2 separate regions of the Macaca mulatta genome follow, and region 1 is linked to region 2. The links are chromatin contacts, called in public Hi-C maps. All regions are on one chromosome and are shown on one strand. Each heading gives the region's core, a stretch centred on a gene start, on an enhancer-like site or on the middle of the called end of the contact. The rest is flanking DNA. Distances are from core to core; before and after follow the strand shown.

Evidence for each region. A called contact is a pair of places that touch in the nucleus more often than the background predicts.
Region 1: a Hi-C map of fetal cortex germinal zone shows a contact between it and region 2, with 4 times the contacts expected there. The contact joins the promoter of CCNYL1 here to the promoter of METTL21A in region 2. A contact is called at or near these places in 3 of 14 Hi-C or Micro-C datasets (blood, fetal cortex germinal zone and fetal cortical plate).

What each region holds. Positions count from the first base shown.
Region 1 is chr12:112,968,779-112,972,600 of T2T-MMU8v2.0, reverse strand. CCNYL1 (cyclin Y like 1) reads right to left here and starts at 2,470. Exons shown (of 10, transcript XM_015110808.3): 1 at 1,988-2,470. The coding sequence starts at 2,207.
Region 2 is chr12:112,892,357-112,895,950 of T2T-MMU8v2.0, reverse strand. It overlaps METTL21A (methyltransferase 21A, HSPA lysine), which reads left to right and starts at 2,318. Exons shown (of 4, transcript NM_001194117.3): 1 at 2,318-2,393; 2 at 3,248-3,423. The coding sequence starts at 3,277.

The sequences.
Region 1 (3,822 bases), core at 1,221-3,720, 76 kb before region 2:
CTTACATAGTCATTCCAGATATCTAACTCTTCATTTCTTCATTAGCAACACGGGGAATATACACAGGCCTTATTTTGGAAGGGCTAAATTAAATGTACATGAAAATATGTATTTTCATGTACACTGGGTGAGAGCCTTATTTGTGGCTCTCACCCAACACCACCCATCCATCTACTAACTGGTGTGTAAAATCACTCAGAGGCTTACCTGGCACCTCTCTAAGAGAGCATTAAGTTTTCACAAGTACTTACATGCTTTGTATATAAAGGTACAATCAATTAACTCACATAATACATTTGTTCATTCTTTCACAATGTCTGAATATTCCGCAAGGTGAGTACAGTAGTTCCCAGTTACGAAGGCATGTGCATTATGAAGCTTAATTATTATTTTAAAGAAATTAAGAGCCCAAGCAAAGTTTAAATAGAAGAGTTCTAACATTCCCTCTATAGTAATGAAATCTCTGGCATTTAAATGAAACAAAGAGCCCACTGGATTTAAACATCTTTATGACACAATGTTTTTCTACTTCAAAGCAATTAGTTTTTATTCAAGAACCACGCCGTTGCCCGGAATTATTTTTACCTCATCTCTTTCCAAAATTCTAGAGGCAAAAAACTAAACGTTTCCTCTCTCCTTACCCCTACCCCAACGGTTTAGACTCTGACGAACTCCAACATTCTCATCTTTGACCAGGATTCTATTGGCAGGACTGGGAAGAAGGAAAGGGGAGCCACGGAAACACTTTTGAGCAGGCAGCGTCTAGCATTTTAACTTCCAAACCATTACATTATAAATTAAAGTCTAAACTTATATTTTGTCTCTTTTGAAACTTTTAACCACGAACCACCCCACCTCTCTTTTGGAACAAGGAGGTAATGAAGTCTGTTAAGTCACCGGAGAATGGCTGGAGATGTATTTGTCACCGTGGGAATTTTAAAGCAATCAGAACTCGGTGGCTAAACTCTGAGTTAAAAACAACCGCTGGGCGCGGTGGCTCACGCCTGTAATCCCAGCACTTTGGGAGGCCGAGGTGGACGGATCACGAGGTCTGGAGCTCGAGACCAGGCTGACCAACATGGTGAAACCCCGTCTCTACTAAAAATTCAAAAATTAACTGGGCGTGGTGGCGCACGCCTGTAATCTCAAGTTACTCAGGAGGCAGAGGCAGAAGAATCGCTTGAAACCTAGAGGCGGAGGTTGCAGTGAGCAGAGATAGCGCCATTGCACTCCAGCCTGGGCCGGGGACGGAGCGAGATTCCGTCTCAAAAAAGCAACTTTTCTGCACCACTGGTAATAACCTCTCACACCCTTCACAGTTATTTTACTCCCACCCATTTCTTTCTTTCTGTGTTCAAATTATAGTTGGAAGGAATAAAGCAGCTTCTTTCAAGCCGACTTAACCTATTAGGAATATCATATAGTGTCTCCTATGGCAACCTCTATTTTGAGTCTAAATAAGAAATTCCCAAACATCTGGGTCTAAACTGTCGCGGGCATCAGCTACCTTCACGGATGGGAGAAAGGAACAATCAGACCCTTACCTGGTTCCTTCACTTAGGTACCATCTGGATGGGTTGAGGGAATGGGATGAGTACTCCGAAGTTGAGGTATTTGAGTTTCCATTGAGAAAAGGAAAACAATATGCCCCAAAAGTCTTAGCAAAGTCCCACCAGACAATGAACAGAGCTACAAACAAGAAGGGCGGCGGACTAGAGGATCCCAAGCCGGCTTGAGAGAATGGAAAGAGAGAGCAATAACTGGGCGTTAGGGTAAGGAGGAGGGAAAGAAACTGGCCAGACGCAGCAGTGAAAGAATAAAGGGTGGGGACGCGAGGCAGAGCCAGCCTTCGTCCCGGAGCCCAGCCCCGGGAAAACCGGCTACCGGCAGGAAGGAGCCCGAGGCGGCGGATGCCTCCCGGGGGACTCTGGGGGAGGCGGCGGGCAGAGGTGAGCCCGAGGGCGGATGGCATCCGCCGCCTCCTTACCTTCGGGCATCTCGCGGTCGCTGATGTGCTGCAGGTGGTGGCCCTCGCCCTCTCCGAAATCCAACTCGGCAGGCTCCACCGCAGCGGGCGCTACCGCCACCGCGTCCCCGGACGCCGCCTCGTAGATGTCGGACGCGCAGTACAGCTCCGTCGACCCCGCGCGCCGGCCCAGCTTGGGGCTGGCATTGGGGGACACGCAACAGGTCAGCGTGTTCCCCATGGGGCGCCTCCGCTCCTCTCCGCCGCCACCGGCGCCTTCGCTCGCCCCCTACTCCGCCGCCCTCAGCAGCCACCCCCTCCCCCAACAATGGCGCGGCCGGCACCGGCAGCCCCGGGCTACGCCGGGGCTGCACCGCGCAAGCAGGCGCCGCCTCGTCCGCGGTTCGCCCGCCCGCCCCGCGGCCCGGCCCCGGGCAGGGCTCGGGCCTCGGCCGCACCCCCGCCGCCGCGCTGCCGCCGCCTCCCTAGAGCTGACTCGTCTGCGAGGGCGGTGACCAGCCCGGCTTATTTAAAAGGGGTGGGGAACACAACAAGCGCTGTGAGGCGCAGCCACTGCCCAGAGAGAGCGCGGCTGGAGCTCCTCCTCCTTCCGCCGCCGCCTACCGACTGAGGGCCGCTGGCCCTGGCTGGTGCCTGCCAACCGGAACGCGACCTGCGGTCACCTGGTTAAGAGGAACCAATCATGCTCAGAGTTCCCCCTCCGGTGCCCGCCTCGAAGCCTGGCACGTGACCCACTGCCCCGCCCCCGCCTGGCAGCTGCCCCGCCCCTCACGCCGCCAGCCCGGACTCCGATTTTCATTCATCGCTGGCTGCTGGGAGCTTTCCGGTCCTACTGGAAGCGCACGGGCATTTGTAACTGGAAGCTGAGTCAATGATCTCTGTAGAAAGCCGTTATTAGTAAAGAGTGCGTTCCATTAGCAACTCTGTTTTTCCGAGTCTGACAACTTTCGTTTGCTCACTGAACTTGGTTACACCCAAATTGTTAACTGTTCTTGTAACTAAATGCTCCGCTCCTGTCTTCCAATGAGCGTTACTTTTCACCTGCAACGTGATCATGGCAACCCTGGAGCCCTGGTCCTACTCTCCATAAAGAGTTGTGGCTGTGGGTCTTGAATGAGACTCGAGGACACGTCACCCTTCCACTTCCTCGTCCATAAAATAGGGACTTAACTCGTCCCTGCCAACTCTGAAATGCTGGGACTCACCAACTCCCTTTTGTTGCCTGTTTCTCCCCTCTAGGCAGGGACTTCCAGATTTCCCTTCTTGTACTAAAAACAGCACATAAAGCACGATTTTCTCACGCAAAACTGAGAATCATGCAGTCGGGTACCACAGTCTTGATTCCGTGAAGATGAATAGTTACCATTTGGCAAGCACTATGTGCCAGTGTTCCAACTGTGGTGTATTTATTTAACCCTTAAAAACAATCCCGGCCGGGCGCGGTGGCTCAAGCCTGTAATCCCAAAACTTTAGGAGGCCAAGGCGGGCGGATCACGAGGTCAGGAGATCCCGACCATCCTGGCTAACATGGTGAAACCCTGTCTCTACTAAAAATACAAAAAATTAGCCGGGCGTGGTGGCGGGCGCCTGCAGTCTCAGCTACTCGGGAGGCTGAGGCAGGAGAATCGCTTGAACACGGGAGGAAGAGGTTGCAGTGAGCCAGATCAGGCCACTGCACTCCAGCCTGGGTGACAGAGCAAGACTCCGTCTCAAAGAAAAAAGAAAAGAAAATTGTCTGAAATCCTAGGAATGTCATTAGATACCATTTTGGATGATCTTGTAGACTTGAGACGATGCCTATTTTAAGGTACAAAATAATGCCTGCATTTAACAAC
Region 2 (3,594 bases), core at 1,069-3,568:
TTGGTGCTTCCTGAGCCATCTGATACAACTTAGAACATTGGGAGGACAAGACGGTAAATGACAGCTTCCTAGAGAACCCGTAAGTAAATATAATGAGGCACATGTTCTACGTTAGAGCGCTGGAGAGGTGGGGAAGGTTTTGCTTTATTTTTTGAGGTCATATGCATGATTTCGGCAGAAAGGATGGAGAATAGGAAGAAGAAACAGAAGCGGCCCAAGGTTCCAGGACAGGCTTCAGGGATGAGCAGCCTGGGGTCTAGGGAGGTTTAGTAATTTCCCAAGGTCATCCCACTTAAAGAGTCAGAGGAAGAATTTAAAGTTTCCATATTTGTCTGGCCCCAAAGCCCGTACATATTCTTTCTTGTGCCCAATGCTGGTTCTCCCTGCAAAAAGGGGCAGAGAGAGAGAAAATAAGGGCAAGAAAGGGAGGTCTTAGTTAAAGTGAAAGCTGAGAGGCAAGCGCAGGAGGTAAGAGAGAAAGTAAATACTAAGAGAGAAAGCGAGAGGACCAAAAAAGAAAACGAAAAAGGTGAAGACCCTCATTGGTGGTCTTCCAAGTTCCCTTGTTACCCTCGAAGCCGCAGTCCCCAGCCTTCCGATGGAAGATTAATCTGGAGGCCGGGGACGCCGCCTACAGGACGGAAGAGGCCGGGAGAAGGAGGTTCAGGCCCCCGCCAGGCTCCCACCGCGGGCAGCAGACGCGGGCCCCGGGGGAGCTCTTAAAAATATCTGCGCTCCGGGAGGTAGGGGTTGGGGAGGTGGCGGTGGCTCACGCCTGTAATCCCAGCACTTTGGGAGGCCGAGAAGACCGTATCACTGGAGGTCGAGAGTTTGAGGCCCGTCTGGGCAACATGGTGAAACCCCGTCTCTACTAAAAATACAAAAAAAAGCCAATTAGCCGGCCGTGGTGGCGGGCGCCTGTAATCCCAGCTACTTCGGAGGCTGAGGCAGGAGAACTGCTTGAACCCGGGAGGTGGAGGTTTCAGTGAGCCGAGATCGCGCCACTGCACTCCAGCCTGGGCGACAGAGCAAGACTCCGTCTCAAACAAACAAACAAACAAAAAATCCCACAAAAATTTCTGGTGTAGGCCATTTATCCCAGCTACTCGGGAGACTGAGGCAGGAGAATCGCTTGAACCCGGAAGGCGGAGAATGCAGTGAGCCGAGATCGCGCCCTTGCACTCCAGCCTGGGCGACAGAGACTCCGTCTCAAAAACAAACAAACAAACAAACAAAAAATCAGCGCTCGGGGCCCCCTTCCATGGCCGGCTCTCGGGGCCGGGTCGCGGGTAAGGGAGTTTACCCTAGCTCGCTCTAATGTGCAGCCGCGCTGAGTGCGGCGGGCGACGTGGGGCGAGGGGGCCCTGGAGGAAAAGGAAGCCTGCCTCGGGAGGATGCCGGCCCCCGCGCGGTCCCACTCAAGGGGACCCACTTCAGCCGCGCTCTCTGCCAGGGCCTGCGGCCAGGGTGCCAGGCCCTAGACACCTTCCACGTCCAGCGTGGGTCGTCACGGGTAGGTGCGCCTCGGCATCGGGAGGAGGGAGACGGGGGCACTGGAGTCTGCAGCGCCGCCCGGGGCAGGGGCTGAGACCGAGCGCGCGCCAGGGGCAGGGGCTGGGACCGAGCGCGCGCCCGCAGCTCCGCGCTCCCGACTGCAGCCGGAGCCCGCCGCGTCCCCCGACCCATTTAAAAAACTTAACACTCGGGCGCCCACGTGTTCACTTCCCCCACCGCGCTTTAGTTGAGAAGGGTTTTGTGACTTTTCCACTCGACTGCCGCCAAGCGGGCTATTACGCCGCTTCGGACCCCATAGTGGAGACGCGGGGACCAGAGTGACCACGCATTCTTCGGAGGTAGCTTTCTTCATCACCCGCTAACCCGCCACCTTTAAAAAACAGGCACAAGGCGCAAGCGAGAAAGTCAGAGGCAGAGAGCGGCGGAGCACATGCTAGAAAGGTAACGAGCACATTCAGCGCCAGGTAGGTGGCTTTTCCCTCCGGCTGGGAGAGCCCGGGGCACCCCACGCTCTCCCTGCGCACCCGCGGCTGCTCGGCACCCCGGTCTCGCTCTCGCTCCTGCCCCCACAGCGCTTCCCTCGGCGGCCGGGGAAACGGATTAGGTCGTCCGTGTACTTGGGGATGCACGCGGGAAAACCCCGGTCCCCCCTCCCCGCAACGTCACTCCTCCTCCGCGCCACGGCCCGGCTCCGCCCTAGGCTCCGGGGACACCTGCAGGGGGCGGGGTGCCGGGAGACCGGAAACGCGTGGCTCCGGGCCGGGGCGGCCAGCCTCCGCCTCCACCTCGCGGGCTCTTTAAGGCCGGCGGTTTCCGCAGCCAGCCCGGGGCGGGGAAAGCTGAGCGCGCGGGCCCCACTCGGGGCCGCCTCCCGAGCCGTAAGTACCGGCGTGGCGACGCCTCCGCCCGGCCTGGGCGAGTCCTGGGCGCTCCGCCGGGAAGCTCACGGCGCCCCGCATGGCCGGGGGGTCCTGAGAGGCCCTGTGCCCCCCTCGCCTGGTCTCCCTCTCACCCCTGAGGGGATGCCGCAGCTCCGGGGCCCGCGGGCAGGAAGGGCGCACTGGTCGGCCCGGGAGAGGGGTGAGTGGGGGGCAGCTCTAGGGGGACCTCGGGGAGGCCTCCGAGCTCCTGCTGTCCCCGTGAGCCACTCGGAGGCCCCCAGTGTCGCTCCAGTCCCGGGAGGACGGAACTGCGGCGACCGTATATTTCTGGCTTATCAAAACGCTAACACCCAGTTTAAGGGCAGGTTCGGTCCCATTGTTATCACTATTGAAGCAGCCGATGGAGGAGGGGAGGTAGGTGGCGAAACCGTAACAAAAGAACCCGGGCCGCCCGGCTGGCTGCAGCTGCAGTCCCGACTCCCGGGTCTGGATTGGAAGCGCTGCTTTCTCCGCTTCCCTGGGGCCCTGGGCGGTCACCGCCAGTTCCACCGCCTGTGCAGCTCTGAATTCACGGAGTGGTAGCAGTGCAATGTGTAGGGTATTCTGCGGAAGTTGGAATGTTCTGGGCTTTTTTTTTTTTCCTTTCCCGAAGACATCCGTTGACACAAATGCCGAGCCAAATCTCACTCAGGTTCGAAAGAGCCATGCAAAAGAAATTGGACAAAGGCTTCCTTCACCTGTTTTTTTTTTTTCTTTTGAACTTGTAAAACAACCGTAAAAGCATTTGGAGTTAGTTAAGAGATAATGTATCTTTTGGCCAGAGCGTCACCCAGGATTCTTTTGCACGACAGGTCTGAGCAGAGGGCAGGGTGCAGGCGGAATGGCCCTGGTGCCCTATGAGGAGACCACGGAATTGGGGCTGCAGAAATTCCACAAGCCTCTTGCAACCTTTTCCTTTGCAAACCACACGATCCAGATCCGGCAGGACTGGAGACACCTGGGAGTCGCAGCGGTGGTTTGGGATGCGGTAAGTAAGCCCTGTGGGACCTCTGAAAACGTCCACACTTGCTTGTAAGACTGACTTTTAAAATTATTTTTAAAACAGCCTTATTGAGATGTAATTCACATACCATACACTTCACCTTTTTTTTTTTTTTTTTTTTTGAGACAGAGTCTGGAGTCTCGCTCTGTCGCCCAG